2 separate regions of the Sus scrofa genome follow, and region 1 is linked to region 2. Evidence: chromatin contacts called from public promoter capture Hi-C data. All regions are on one chromosome and are shown on one strand. The core of a region is the stretch at or near the end of the contact, and the rest is flanking DNA. Distances in the headings are between cores, read along the strand shown.

Evidence for each region. Promoter capture Hi-C pulls out the DNA fragments that hold promoters and counts their contacts.
Region 1: a promoter capture Hi-C map of liver shows a contact between it and region 2, with 2.1 times the contacts expected there. The contact joins the promoter of RNASEH2C here to the promoter of EIF1AD in region 2. A contact is called at or near these places in 1 of 5 promoter capture datasets (liver) and 1 of 2 datasets of contacts at active chromatin or transcription factors (alveolar macrophages).

Annotation. Positions count from the first base shown.
Region 1 is chr2:6,560,533-6,566,591 of Sscrofa11.1, forward strand. RNASEH2C (ribonuclease H2 subunit C) reads left to right here and starts at 2,561. Exons shown (of 4, transcript XM_005660692.2): 1 at 2,561-2,807; 2 at 2,998-3,182; 3 at 3,262-3,381; 4 at 3,623-3,749. The coding sequence starts at 2,636. The coding sequence ends at 3,649. It overlaps KAT5 (lysine acetyltransferase 5), which reads right to left. Exons shown (of 14, transcript NM_001243915.1): 12 at 4,646-4,805; 13 at 4,441-4,522; 14 at 3,800-4,348. The coding sequence ends at 4,214.
Region 2 is chr2:6,332,137-6,338,196 of Sscrofa11.1, forward strand. It overlaps EIF1AD (probable RNA-binding protein EIF1AD), which reads left to right and starts at 2,746. Exons shown (of 6, transcript XM_003353773.4): 1 at 2,746-3,572; 2 at 4,329-4,510; 3 at 4,607-4,715; 4 at 4,813-4,921; 5 at 5,093-5,143; 6 at 5,811-6,060. The coding sequence starts at 4,424. The coding sequence ends at 5,955. BANF1 (barrier-to-autointegration factor) reads right to left here and starts at 3,190. Exons shown (of 3, transcript XM_005660673.3): 1 at 2,896-3,190; 2 at 2,062-2,200; 3 at 1,315-1,841. The coding sequence starts at 2,184. The coding sequence ends at 1,695. LOC106509306 (a long non-coding RNA gene) reads left to right here. Exons shown (of 3, transcript XR_001306720.2): 2 at 29-205; 3 at 843-1,161.

The sequences.
Region 1 (6,059 bases), core at 1,311-3,810, 230 kb after region 2:
AATAGTGATACTTTTTTTTTAAAGGTCGCCATTGGAACATGCCAGGGAAAAAATTTCAAAAACAGAAATACAAAGAAAGTGTCAAGCAATTATTTTGCCTTTCTTATGCTCACTGTACCAATGGACAACCAAAGAGTTGGTGAGCATTTTCTTTATAGAAGTATTACAGTAAATAAAGATAAATAGAATATCCGTTTTGTAACTCCTAATGAACACCCAGCTTTGTATGAGTCTGTTCTATGAGACTACTTATCAAAATATATCAAAATTGGGTATCTGAACAAACAAACATTAGAGAAGAGTTAAGAAATCAAAAAAGAACGAGTACTGCAAAAACTAAAGACATAAAAACAAAAGGCTGAGGAGTTCCCTTTGTGGCACAGCAGGAACAATGAGGTTTTGGGTTCGATCCCTGGCCTCACTCAGTAGGTTAAGGATCCTGCATTGCTGTGGCTGTGGTGTAGGCTGGCAGCTGCAACTCCAATTAGACTCCTAGCCTGGGAACCTCCATGCCAGGGTAAGGCCCTAAAAAACTAAACTAAACTAAACTAATAAAATAAAAATAAAAGGCTGATAAATTTGACTACAAAAAAAAAAAGTCTTCTGTGTAACAAAAATGACCTATACACAGGTTTGGAAGACAAATGGCAAACTTGGATAAAACATCTTCAACACATTCAAGGAAGGGTCAAAGGATTAAGTAGGTTAAACACACACACTCCCCCAGAAAAGCTCTACCAAGTAATATAAAAAGTGTACTCTTAGGAATCATTTTAATCTTTTTTTTTTTGGCTTTTTGCCTTTTCTAGGGCCACTCCCGGGGCATATGGAGGTTCCCAGGCTAGGGGGTCTAATCGGAGCCGTAGCCACTGGTCTACGCCACAGCAACGCAGGATCTGAGCCACATCTGTGACCTACACCATAGCTCAGGGCAACGCCGGATCCTTGACCCACAGAGCGAGGCCAGGAATCGAACCCGAAACCTCATGGTTTCTAGTCGGATTCATTAACCACTGCACCACAACAGGAACTCAAGGAATCGTTTTAATCTTTTAAAGTTTTTTGTTTTAATTTTTTACACTAAGAATATACCATTGGGGGGAAAACTCAAGGAAAAAATCTAGAACCCACTGCACCTGGCGTGGATTGAACCTGCATCCTGGCACTGCAGAGACGCTACCAATCCTATTGAACCACAGAGAGAATTCCAGAGCTCACTTCTTCTAAGGGCACTAATTCCACCCTGAGGCTCCATTCCCTTTGGGCTGCCTGCAGGAAGTCCTTAGCACTTATTGGACACGTGTCGGCTGTTACTTTTTGACTTTTCGTAGCTGAATGGAACACATTAAGAATTCTTTCCAGGGAGGAGTTCCCTTCGTGGCTCAGTGGCTAACGAACCCAACTAGGTTCCATGAGGATCTGGGTTCAATCCCTGGCCTCGTTCAGTGGGTTAAGGATCTGGCGCATTGCCTTGAGCTGTCGTGTAGGTCACAGATGTTGCTCAGATCCCATGTTGCCGTGGCTGTGGCTTAAGCTGGCAGCTGCAGCTCCAATTCGACCCCTAGCCTGGGAACCTCCATATGCCACAGGTGTGGCCCTAAAAAGCAAAAAAAAAAAAAAAAAAAAAAAAAAAAAATCTAGGGAGAGACAAGATTAAGATGGCAAGATAGCAGAGCAGAAGGACTGGAACTCACCTTCTCTCATGAAAACAACAAAATTACCACCAACTGCTGAACAACCTTCAACAAAATAGACTGGAAACTACCAAAAAAGATATCCTACCCCAAAAGACAAAGAGGAGGCCACATCAAGATATTAGGAAGGGCGATTACTCAATATAAACCTCATACCCATTGGGTGAGCGGCCCACAGACGGGAAAGTAACCATATTGCAGAGGCTCACCCACGGGAGTAAGAGTTCTGAGCCCTACATCAGGTTCCCAACACCTGGGGATCTGGCATTGGGAGGAGGAGCCCAAGGAGCATTTGGCTATGATCCAGCAATCCCACTCTTGGGCATCTATCCAGAGAAAACCATACTTGAAAAGATACATGTAACACAATGTTCATTGCAGCACTACAGACAATATCCAAGACACAGAAGCAGCTTAAAGATCCATCAACGAAGGAGTGGATAAAGATGTGGTACATATACACAATGGAATATTAGCCACAAAAAGGAATGAAAATAATGGCATTTCCAGCAACTTGGATGGACCTAGAAATTACCATGCTAAGAGAAGTTAGACAGTGAGACACTAACATCATATACTATCACTTATACGTGGAATCTAAAAAAGGGGTACAATGAACTTAATAACTGATTCACAGACTTTGAAAAACTTACGGTTACCAAAGGCCTCAGGTTGGGATGGAATCTGGGTTTGGGATGCAAATGTTCTAAAATTAGGTTATGATGGTCGCACAACTACAATTATAATAAAATTCATTGAATCCTTAAAAAGAAAAAAAATCTAGGACCTGAACACCGGTGGACAAGATTGCAGAAGCCTCAAAGAGGGACTACGCTTCCCAGGAAGCTCTGGGCTGAGAGTCCCGGGCCTCCCGACAGGCTCTGCGCGCTTCACGCGCCAGCTTCGGCCTTAGCCAGCGAGCGGCGGGGTGCGGCCGAGCCATGGAGAGCAGCGACGAGGAGTCGGTGCACAGGCGCCGCGTGCACCTGCGCCCTTTTACGCTGCGCAGTCCCGCCCCCGTCACGCTGCACCTTCTGCCCTGCGAGGTCCCGGTTAGCCGGCCCGCCCCGGTGGGGCGCTTCTTCACCCCAGCCATCCGCCAGGGTCCCTACGGTGAGCGCTCGCGGCGGGACTACGGCTCCCGGCAGCCCCCGCGCCGGCGTCGGGCTCTCCTCGGCAAGGAGCGGCGCGAGGGCTCCCGGGGCTCGTGGTCCACCGGAGGTGGCGGGGACGGCTGCTCCCGGGCTTGCCCCGCTAGGCCTTGCATCAGGCGTCACTGTGGCCCTGCGCCTGCCTCTTCCAGGGCTGGAAGCGTCCTTCCGGGGCCGCAGTCTGCGCGGCGAGGAGGTGGCGGTGCCGCCCGGCCTTGTGGGATACGTGATGACAGAAGAGCAGGGAGAGGTGTCGGTGGGGAAGCAGGACTTCTCGGAGGGGTCGGAGGAGGACCACGAAGTGATGGAATCCCCGGAGACGCTGGAGCGGGACTTCGTGAGCACCGGGGTATAGGGTTGGAAGGGAGTGCAGGCGGGAGCGGCGGCTCGGGTGCTGAGCTGGGACCCTTCCCCAGGACCGCTTTATCGGCGCCACAGCCAGTTTCAGCAGCTTCACCCTGTGGGGCCTGGAGACTATCCCTGGTCCGGATTCCAAAGTGCGTGGGGCCCTAACCTGGCCCAGCCTTGCTGCAGCGGTGAGTGGATGGATGGGCCCTTCCCTCCCAGGCTCCCCTTCAGAGTTGTTTGCTGAATCTTGCCCTTGAGTGGACTTGGGGCTTTGGGGCTGGGGAAAACACTGGGGCAGCATGGCCTCCCACCACTCTTCCCTGTCCTGTCTATGATTCTGAGCAGTTGGATCTCTGCCCTGAGTATCTGGGCCAGCTAGTCACTATACTGCAGCAATCCGATAGTAGGGATGATTTCCTCCTGTTGCAGATTCACGCCCAGGTACCAGAGGACTGAAAACCAGACCTTGAAACTGAAAGCCACTGATCCCTTCACTCCAGTGAACCCCTTCACTTTGGGAGCCTTCGTCACCCCAATAAAGGCGCTCTTCACAGAACCTGTGAGTGTGCCAGTGCTGTCTTCTCCCACAAGAACCTTTCATGGCTCTGGCCCATAGAAACAGTTTATTGCCAGGGGGCAGTGGGGCAAAAGAGGCCAGAATTTTGCAGCCAGTACCTCCCCCCCATTCCTACTTTACAAAAGAAAATTGTACAGCCACCAGCCCCCTGTACAGAGCACCCCACCCCCTATCTCACTGTACACAGCTGCCTGGCTCCCTCTGGTCCCTGGTTCACAGCAGGCCTGGGCCTGCAGCCAGCTGACCTTGGAGTTGACCTGAGCCCTGAGCTCTCCTTGGTGCTAGGCACCAGCTGGCCTTTACCAGGCCTGTCCTCTCCCTGTGGAGCTGTCCTCAGCCCTGTCTCCCCTTGCTGTGCCTCTTGGAGACCCCAGTGGGGGCGGGATAGGCTGTCAGCCCCAGTTCTGCTGGCTTTGCCGGCACTGCTAATGGGCAGTGCCTGGTCACCACTTTCCCCTCTTGCTCCAGTCCTTGGGAGTGAAGTGCAGACACTTGGAGTCGATCCGAAGAAGCCGCTTGAGCATAGCCCGTTCATGCCCGTCCACGATGTCCTCCGACAGTGTGAGGATATACTGGCCCTGGACGGGAGACGGGGCCAGGCAGGTCAGCCCGAGCAGGGCTTGCACGCTGCTCCCCTGCACACACCTGTCTCCCCTGCCTGCCTCCCTACCTTGTAGTAGTTGATGAGGTTGAGGTACTGTAGAGTGGAGATGACGTCCTCCTTCTTGATGCTGGTGATTTCACTGATCTCACTGTGGAGGGGCAAAGACCAGGTTTCCCGGGGCTTCATCTCTGCCCCAGGCTCCCAAGGGCCCGAGGAGTGAGAAAGCCCAGGAATATGCCATGCACCCCTAGGTAGGCAGGGCCAGGCTCACTTGATGGTGATCTGCGGCCTCTCCCCGCTCTCCGACTTCAGCCCCATCAAGATCTCCAGAATGGTCTGGGACCAGTAGCTTCGGTAGGATAGGAGGCCAAGGTCCGAGAGGGGCTTCTCAGGGGTCCCTGTTTTCCCTTCCACTTTGGAGAGTTCATAGCCTAAAGCAATGGAGCAGGAGAGGGTGGGTGAGCGATCCCAGCGTTTTGCCACCCTCTGTTAAGAGCACAGGCTGCAGAGGGAGACTGCCTGGCTCCCACCCTGGGCCTGCCAGGTGGTGGTTCTGTGGCCTGGATGCATGGCTTGTCTGTTCTGTGCCTCAGTTCCTAACAGAGGACCAGTGACCATACTCTTCCGCTGTGTGCTGAGAGGTTCAGGTCCAATCACCTAAGAGCCAGCGAGGGCTTACAGCTGGGGTGGGGGAGTACAGAGGAAGTGGCTTGTGGAAAGAAAGTGGCTCCAGCTTTCCTCTGTCATGCTAGACTCAGCCTGGACGTGTGAGGAGAGAAGTGGGCAGGCCCCACCTCTGGTCCGGGCCTGAGGGGACGCTTGGATTCTCAAGTCAAGTCAGTTCCTGAGAAGCATCAGCTGCCCTAAGACCAGGCTGGCCTGACTGGTGGTTGTGAGGAAGGAAGGAGGGGAGCGGCAAAGCGCTCCCCCAGGCAGGGAGGCCAGTCCTCGCCAGGGGACTGCCCTCCTGCCACCCTTCCCTCCCACTCTGACGGCTCCACCCTCCTCCTCTACCCTGCTGACCACTGGGCACTGGCAGGCGGTTCCTGGTGAGACCCTGAGGCCTGTGAAACTGCAAGTGGCTTCACAGCTCTTGGACAGAGGCCCTGAGATGTCCACTACTTCTAGAAGCCCTTCTTCACCCTCAGCCAGAACCAGCCTTGGGTGGATGACGGCCCCCTGGGCTTTCTCTCCAATACATCTTTCTCTGCCAGTCTGAGCCCCTTGCCCAGCTTCCTGTGGCTTCCATCATGCAGCCTGTTGGGGAGGACAGAGAGGCTGGTGTCTGCAGAGCAAAGGGGCACACAGAGTTCTCACCCTCTGCACAGAGGGTCCTGATGGCTCAGTGGGGAAGCCACGCCTCTCCGGAGCTGCAGGAAGCCCCCCCCCCCCCGCCCCGGGAGCACCCACCCACCCTCTGGAGCTGCCTGGAATGGGGCTTCTGGTGTCCCTGTGTGCTCCAACTGGGCACAACTCGGCACAGCTCCTTCACGGCTCTGCCCACATCCCATCTCCCCTGAGGTCTGAGCCCCGAGGTTTAGACTGAGTTTCTTTCAGCTCTGCCTGTTTCTTTCAGCTCTGCCTGTTCTACCAGGCTGAGGGCTTCCTAAGGATGTGACCCCATCATGGCATCTTTCTACCAATAAATTTCTCAAAGAGACCAGGACTGGGATCAAGCCAAGCCT
Region 2 (6,060 bases), core at 1,496-3,995:
TATCACCTGTCATTTCTCTCTTCACTAGACTGTAAAGCTGAGAAAAATTCTGTAAGCAAGTAGTTCCTCAAAGATGCCAGCACTGCATCTGATCCTTACGACCTCATCTCCAGGTGGGAAAACTGAGTCTCGGAAAGGCCAGGACTCTCAGTGTTCATGAGTTTTTACACTACGTTCTGAAGACCACTCTGGCTGCTTCCTAGAGGTAAATCCACACAGGTTTCTCAGCCTCTCTGAGCCTCTAGTTTCCCTGCCAGTGAAAGAGAAATAACTGTTTGTTATTTTAAAAGGAAAAAAATCTGCAGGAGTTCCTGTTGTGGCTCAGTAGGTTAAGGATCCAACACTACAAGCTGCAGTGTAGGTCACAGATGTGGCTTGGAACCAATGTTGCAGTGGCTGTGGTGTAGGCTGGCTATAGCTTTGATTCGACTCCTGGCCTGGGAACTTTCATATGCCACAAGCGTGGCGTTAAAAAAAAAAAAAAAAATCTGCAAAGATCTTAGCTGTAGACCCCGTTCACCTTAAACAATCAACAACTAACAGGTCAGAGTTCCCACTGTGACTCAGCGGTAACAAACCCAACTGGTAGCCATGAGGCTGTGGGTTCAGTCCCTGGCTTCACTCAGTGGGTTAAGGATCCTGCGTTACCATGAGCTGTTGTGTAGACTGGCAGCTGTAGCTCGGATTCAACTACTAGCCTGGGAATGTCCATATGCCATGGGTGTGGCCCTAAAAGACAGAAACAAAAAAACACAGAACAGGACAAATATGCACCAAATAGAAGCCTAACTCACATTACCTGAATTTCTGTATTTATCACCTGTCACTTCTCTCTTCACTAGACTGTAAAGCTGAGAAAAATTCACCCACCCACACCCCCGCTGCTCCCGCCTAAGCCTAAGAGAACAGGGCAGATTGCAAAAACCCTGTCCACTCCTACCGGAGGCCAGGAGAGCACATGACGATTATCAGGTAAACCCTCGCCCACATCTGGTCCACCCTTTTCCTGGCAGCGCTGACTCCAACTGTCTTCCACCAGGTGCTGCCTAGCCCAGCTGACCACGCTGACATCTGGAACACCCCAGCCCACCTGGACCCCAGGAAGGGATCAACCCACACCCTCTCCCACATCACTAAGGGATTGAGACACTCCGAGGCACCTGGCCCAAGGCCCACGTGGCCAGGATGGCTGCCCTCTGGAGCCAGAAGCTGCCGGTTTCGACGTGCACTGATAAGGAGTGTGGCAAACCTGGCCGGGCCCTGGGGAACAGGGAGCTCCCAGCCCACCTGCTTTCCATGGACAGAGCCCAGGCATGAAGGCCACTGACTTTATTGATTTAGAAAACTTTACAAGGACAGGAACTGTTCTGCCAAAAAGAGGGCCAAACATGGCATAAAACAGATCAGAAGTGAGGGTAGGGGTAAGGGCCAGGACCAGGAATTCACTCAGAAAAGCTGGTAATTGCTGACATGAAACTGGCAAGGAAAGGAGAAGGGAGATGCATGCAAGTGTGAGAATTCCAAAAAAGGTGACATGGTGAGGGGAGAGAACTCCCAAAAGATGCTGGAGTACGTTGGAAGTGCACACAACAGCAATCTTTTCCTTTGTAGAGGATGGGGGAGGAGTCCTGGCTTGGCTGCAAACTCTGGAGACTCAATGCTGGGGCTTGGGGTCGGGGGCTCCCCGGAGGGCATCACAAGAAGGCATCACACCACTCCCGGAGGCACCCGAAGCAGTCCCGCGACTGCTTGGCATTGGCGCCACACGTGTCCTTCAGCCATTCCCGGAAGAGGTCTTCATCTTTCTTGAGCACCAGAAACTGGCCAAGGACCACATAGGCCTGCAAGACAGGCAGAGGGAAGGGCATGCTGCTAGGTGCTCTGCGGACCAGGAACGAGGCCCTCAGCCTAGGAAGCAGGGCCGGCTCTGGCTAGCCCTGCAGAATACATGCCACTGCCCACCCCCAACGGGTCCACTCACTCTCCTCCCGCCCCAACTGCCAGGAAAGAGCCCAGCAGGCCATCCTCAGCCCTCCCCAGCTGCACGCAGCCACCCCACACCTTGTCAAAGCCCCTTTCCTCCAGCTTCTTGCCCAGTACGTCACCAATCCCGGCCAGGCTTCCCACTGGCTTTTCCCCCATGGGCTCTGCCACGAAATCTCGGTGCTTTTGGGAAGTTGTCATCTTGATCAAGCTTAACCTGAGAATCCCAAGAAAAGGCAGGTTAGGGCTGAAAACCCGGGAACTCCTGAGGGCCCACTACCAATCTCACAGTTAAGAGGACGCTCGACCAGTCATCGCAGAAGCTTACTCGCTTCTCCCCCCACTTCACGGACGAAAAAAGCGAAGCCTAAGGAGTCTTTTCCTCACTATTCAAAAGAGAAATCTCTTCCACTCCTTGCAGGAGCTGGTTTCGGTACCACCCCAGAGGCAACACTATCTTGCTCTAACAGGTGGCGCACGCAGAGCAGAGTCAAGATTCCAAGAGTCTGTCAGGACCCAGGGCTCGCCCTGAAATTGTCACTCCTCGGTGACCTTGGCTGGGCCCAAGTGGCACTGACCCTGCCTGCAACGGCTACCTGGCCCGTAAAGCAAATGAAGGACTCTGTCCCACCCGGCCCGCCAGCTAATCACAAAGCAGAAGCGAAGCGGCTTCTCCAGCCCGGCGGGCTGCACGCCAGGGCTCCCGCCGCGCCCCACGCCGCCGGCCCCGCCCCCAGCGCGCCGCGCCCCGCCCCCTCCCCGCGCCTCTGCGCTCGCGCGCCGCGCCCCGGCCGATCCCTCTCCGAGGGCGCATCCTCTGGCCCGCCGCAGTGCTTGAGGCGCCTTTCCCCTTCTCTTCCCCGCGCCTCCGCCAGTCTCCAGCTTGGGCCCTGCACCGCGGCTCGCACTCACCCGCAGCTCCGGTTCCCGTAACGGCCTCTCCCGCCACCCGGCCGCTCCTGCGGATGCCTCGACCCGCTAGAACTTTCGCCCCACTTCCGCTTCCGGGTCGCCTCAAGAGCCGCCTTAAAAAAAAACCCAAAATTACATTGGGCACCTCTAGCCGCGTGAAGTCATAGAGTTGAGATTGGGCCGGGGTTGAGGGGGCGGCGCGCCAGCGTGCGTTTAGGAGGCGCTCCTTTCCGGTTGCTTTGCGGGAAGCCGGGCAGCTTTCTGTGGTCTCACTGCTCGGGAAATATTTCCGGTCTGAGGGAGCAGAGGCCTGGGAGGAGAAAACTTTATTTCTCGGCGGCGCGACATTTGGAACTTAAGGATTAAACGTGGCCTACTTGGTGGTGGGAAGAATTAGAGGAGCGGACAAGGAGGGAGGTGTGGCTGGGAGGCTTCCGAGAGAGCGCCGGAAGTAAGGGGTTTCCTCGGGCCGGCGCGTGCTGTCTTCCTCGCCGTCCGGCTTGTAAGAGACTTGAGTCCAAGGGGTCTTCACCGGCGCGACCGCCGGCAAGTCCATTTTCTGTGCGCTCGTTGACTCAGCTACAAAGCGAGTCGTTGACGAGACGTGTTCAGCGTCCAGCCTGGAGAACGGGGTCGTTCCGCTTCAGGCATCGCCCGTGGGATCCGAGGGCCAGAGAGTAAGTTTGGGTTTCTCTCACTGAGCGTCTTTCCTTCGGGGTAGGAAGGGAGGAGGGCAGGCAGGGGACGGCAACTAGAGATGACACTTCGGCGTTTCCTTTGGAAACCGGCCGTCTTCTGTGTGCGCATCAGTCCTCGTCTTCTCAGTACCCAAATCATAAACAGCAGATGCCAAAGACCATGTCGGCCGGCCCTGACCTTAGTTAACTTGTTCCTAACTTGAATTCTTCTCCCTGGTCCATGTCTGTGGTATGTTGAGAGATTGAGCATCTGTTTGTGTGGCTGTGCTACGCTTGGGATGTACAGGCATACCGAAGAAGAGTTTATGTGATTCTTTCTCCCCCTGGTTGCCAGAATGACTTGTTTTCCTGAAACCCGTGTTTAGTTTTTACCGTTGTATTTTTAAATTTGTTTATTTGTTTTGGCCGTGCCTGCAGCACATGGAAGTTCCCGGCTCAGAGATTGATTCTGTGCCACAGCAGCAACCTGAGCCCCTGCAGTGAGAATGCCAGATCCTTAACCTGCTATGCCACAGGAGAACTCTTGTCACACGAGTTGTTTTTACGTGCTTTACAGTGCTAAGTGCTTTGCTTATGCTCATTCTTAGAGCAGTGCTCTAAGTTAGCTATTGTTTTTCTCTGAAGTCTAGAGAAATTGAACAGTCATGAAATACCCAAGGTGGGATTTGAATGCAAGTAGTTCTCCTTAACCTGACACTGTGTCCTCCCCAGTAAAAGGTCCCTCCCCATCTTTAGAATAGTCCTTCTGAGACTGCCATCCAAGAAACTCAGGGAGAGGAGCTGACAGTCTCTGCATCCCTCACCCCCACCCTGGGACAGGACCCAACAACATGTCTCAGGCCACCAAGAGGAAGCACGTGGTGAAGGAGGTGCTGGGGGAGCACATGGTGCCCTCCGACCGGCAGCAGATCGTCAGGGTGAGTGGCACTGGGGTGGGGACAGGGTGACTGTAGCTCAGCAAGGGTTGCAGCTGGCTGATAATGCTGACTGGTACTTGGTCTCTTCTGGACCAGGTGCTCAGGACCCCAGGGAACAATCTGCATGAGGTGGAGACAGCCCAGGGGCAGCACTTCCTGGTGAGCATGCCCTCCAAATACCGCAAGAACATCTGGATCAAGAGAGGTGAGAGAGGCAGCCCTTTAGGAGACCAATTCTGATAGCCTTGGCTTCCCTCTCTGCCAGCAGGGCTGACTTCCCTTTTCCTTTTCTCTGTCTGTAGGGGACTTTCTCATTGTTGACCCTATTGAAGAGGGAGAGAAAGTGAAGGCCGAGATCTCCTTTGTGCTCTGCAGAAATCATGTGCGCGCTCTACAGAAGGAAGGGCTCTGGTAGGGTGAGCCCCTTGGTCACTGGCTGCATGGCTTCTGAGGGACCGACTTCCTAGCACTGGAATTGGGGGGAGGGGAGGTCCCAGTGTCCCAGGCTGGATCAGCTGGAAATAGCTTTTTTGCCCAGAGGTTTCTCTGTCCTTTCTGACCTTGGCTCTTCTCTTGGCACAGGCCACAGGCCTTCTCCGAAGTGGCTGAGAAACACGATGATAACAGTAACAGGTGAGGCACAAGTCTCAGAGCAGGAAGCCAGAAAATGGGGCTTCTGGCTGTGGTGCCCTGAGGGAAAATAGAGCCTTCCTCCCTTCCTATGCAGGGGCCGTGGCAAGCGCTTTTACATATGTGGTTATGCACATGGCTGGAAAGTCATGTCTTCTTCAAATCCTGGCTTTGTCAGTTCTGAGTAACTTTAAGCAGGTTAATCTCTTAAGCCTGATGTCATTGCCTGTAAAAATGGGAGCTTTGTAAGAATTACAGAGGCTGTTGGTTCTAAAAGTGCTTAGTATACTATCTGGTAAGCAACGTGGGTTCATTGAGTGTTAGTTGGAGTTGATATTATTAAAATTAGTAGCTCTAGGAGTTTCTTGGTGGTACAGGAGGTTAAGGATCCAGCGTTGTCACTCTAACGGCTTATGTTCCATTCCTGGCCCAGGAACGTCCAAATGCTGCAGATGCAGCCAAAGAATATGTGTATGTATGTATATTAGTAGCTCTAGAAACCTTTATTTAGGCTTGGGGGTGGAGAGGTAGTTATTAGCCTGTTTCGCTCTGATTCGCTCCCTGTTTGACTCATCAAGCCACATGGTCCTCCTTTTTGTGGCGCTCCTTGATAGAAGGTCTGGTTTTCCTAGAAGGCATTGGGCTAACTCTGTCCATTTCCCTCACGCAGACAGACTCAGCCAGAACTCCCAGCTGAGCCACGGTTGTCAGAAGACAAGTCCAGCTCTGAAGATGATTCTGACCTTTTTGTTAACACCAACCGCAGACAGTATCATGAGAGTGAGGAGGAGAGCGAAGAGGAGGAGGCAGCCTGAGACCCCGGACCCACTTCTCCTCTGGCTGAGACTCGCCCTTGGATCCTCTGAGCTTGGACATTCCCAGGGTGCTTTGCAGATCTTTCCCCCTGGATGGGGACAAGG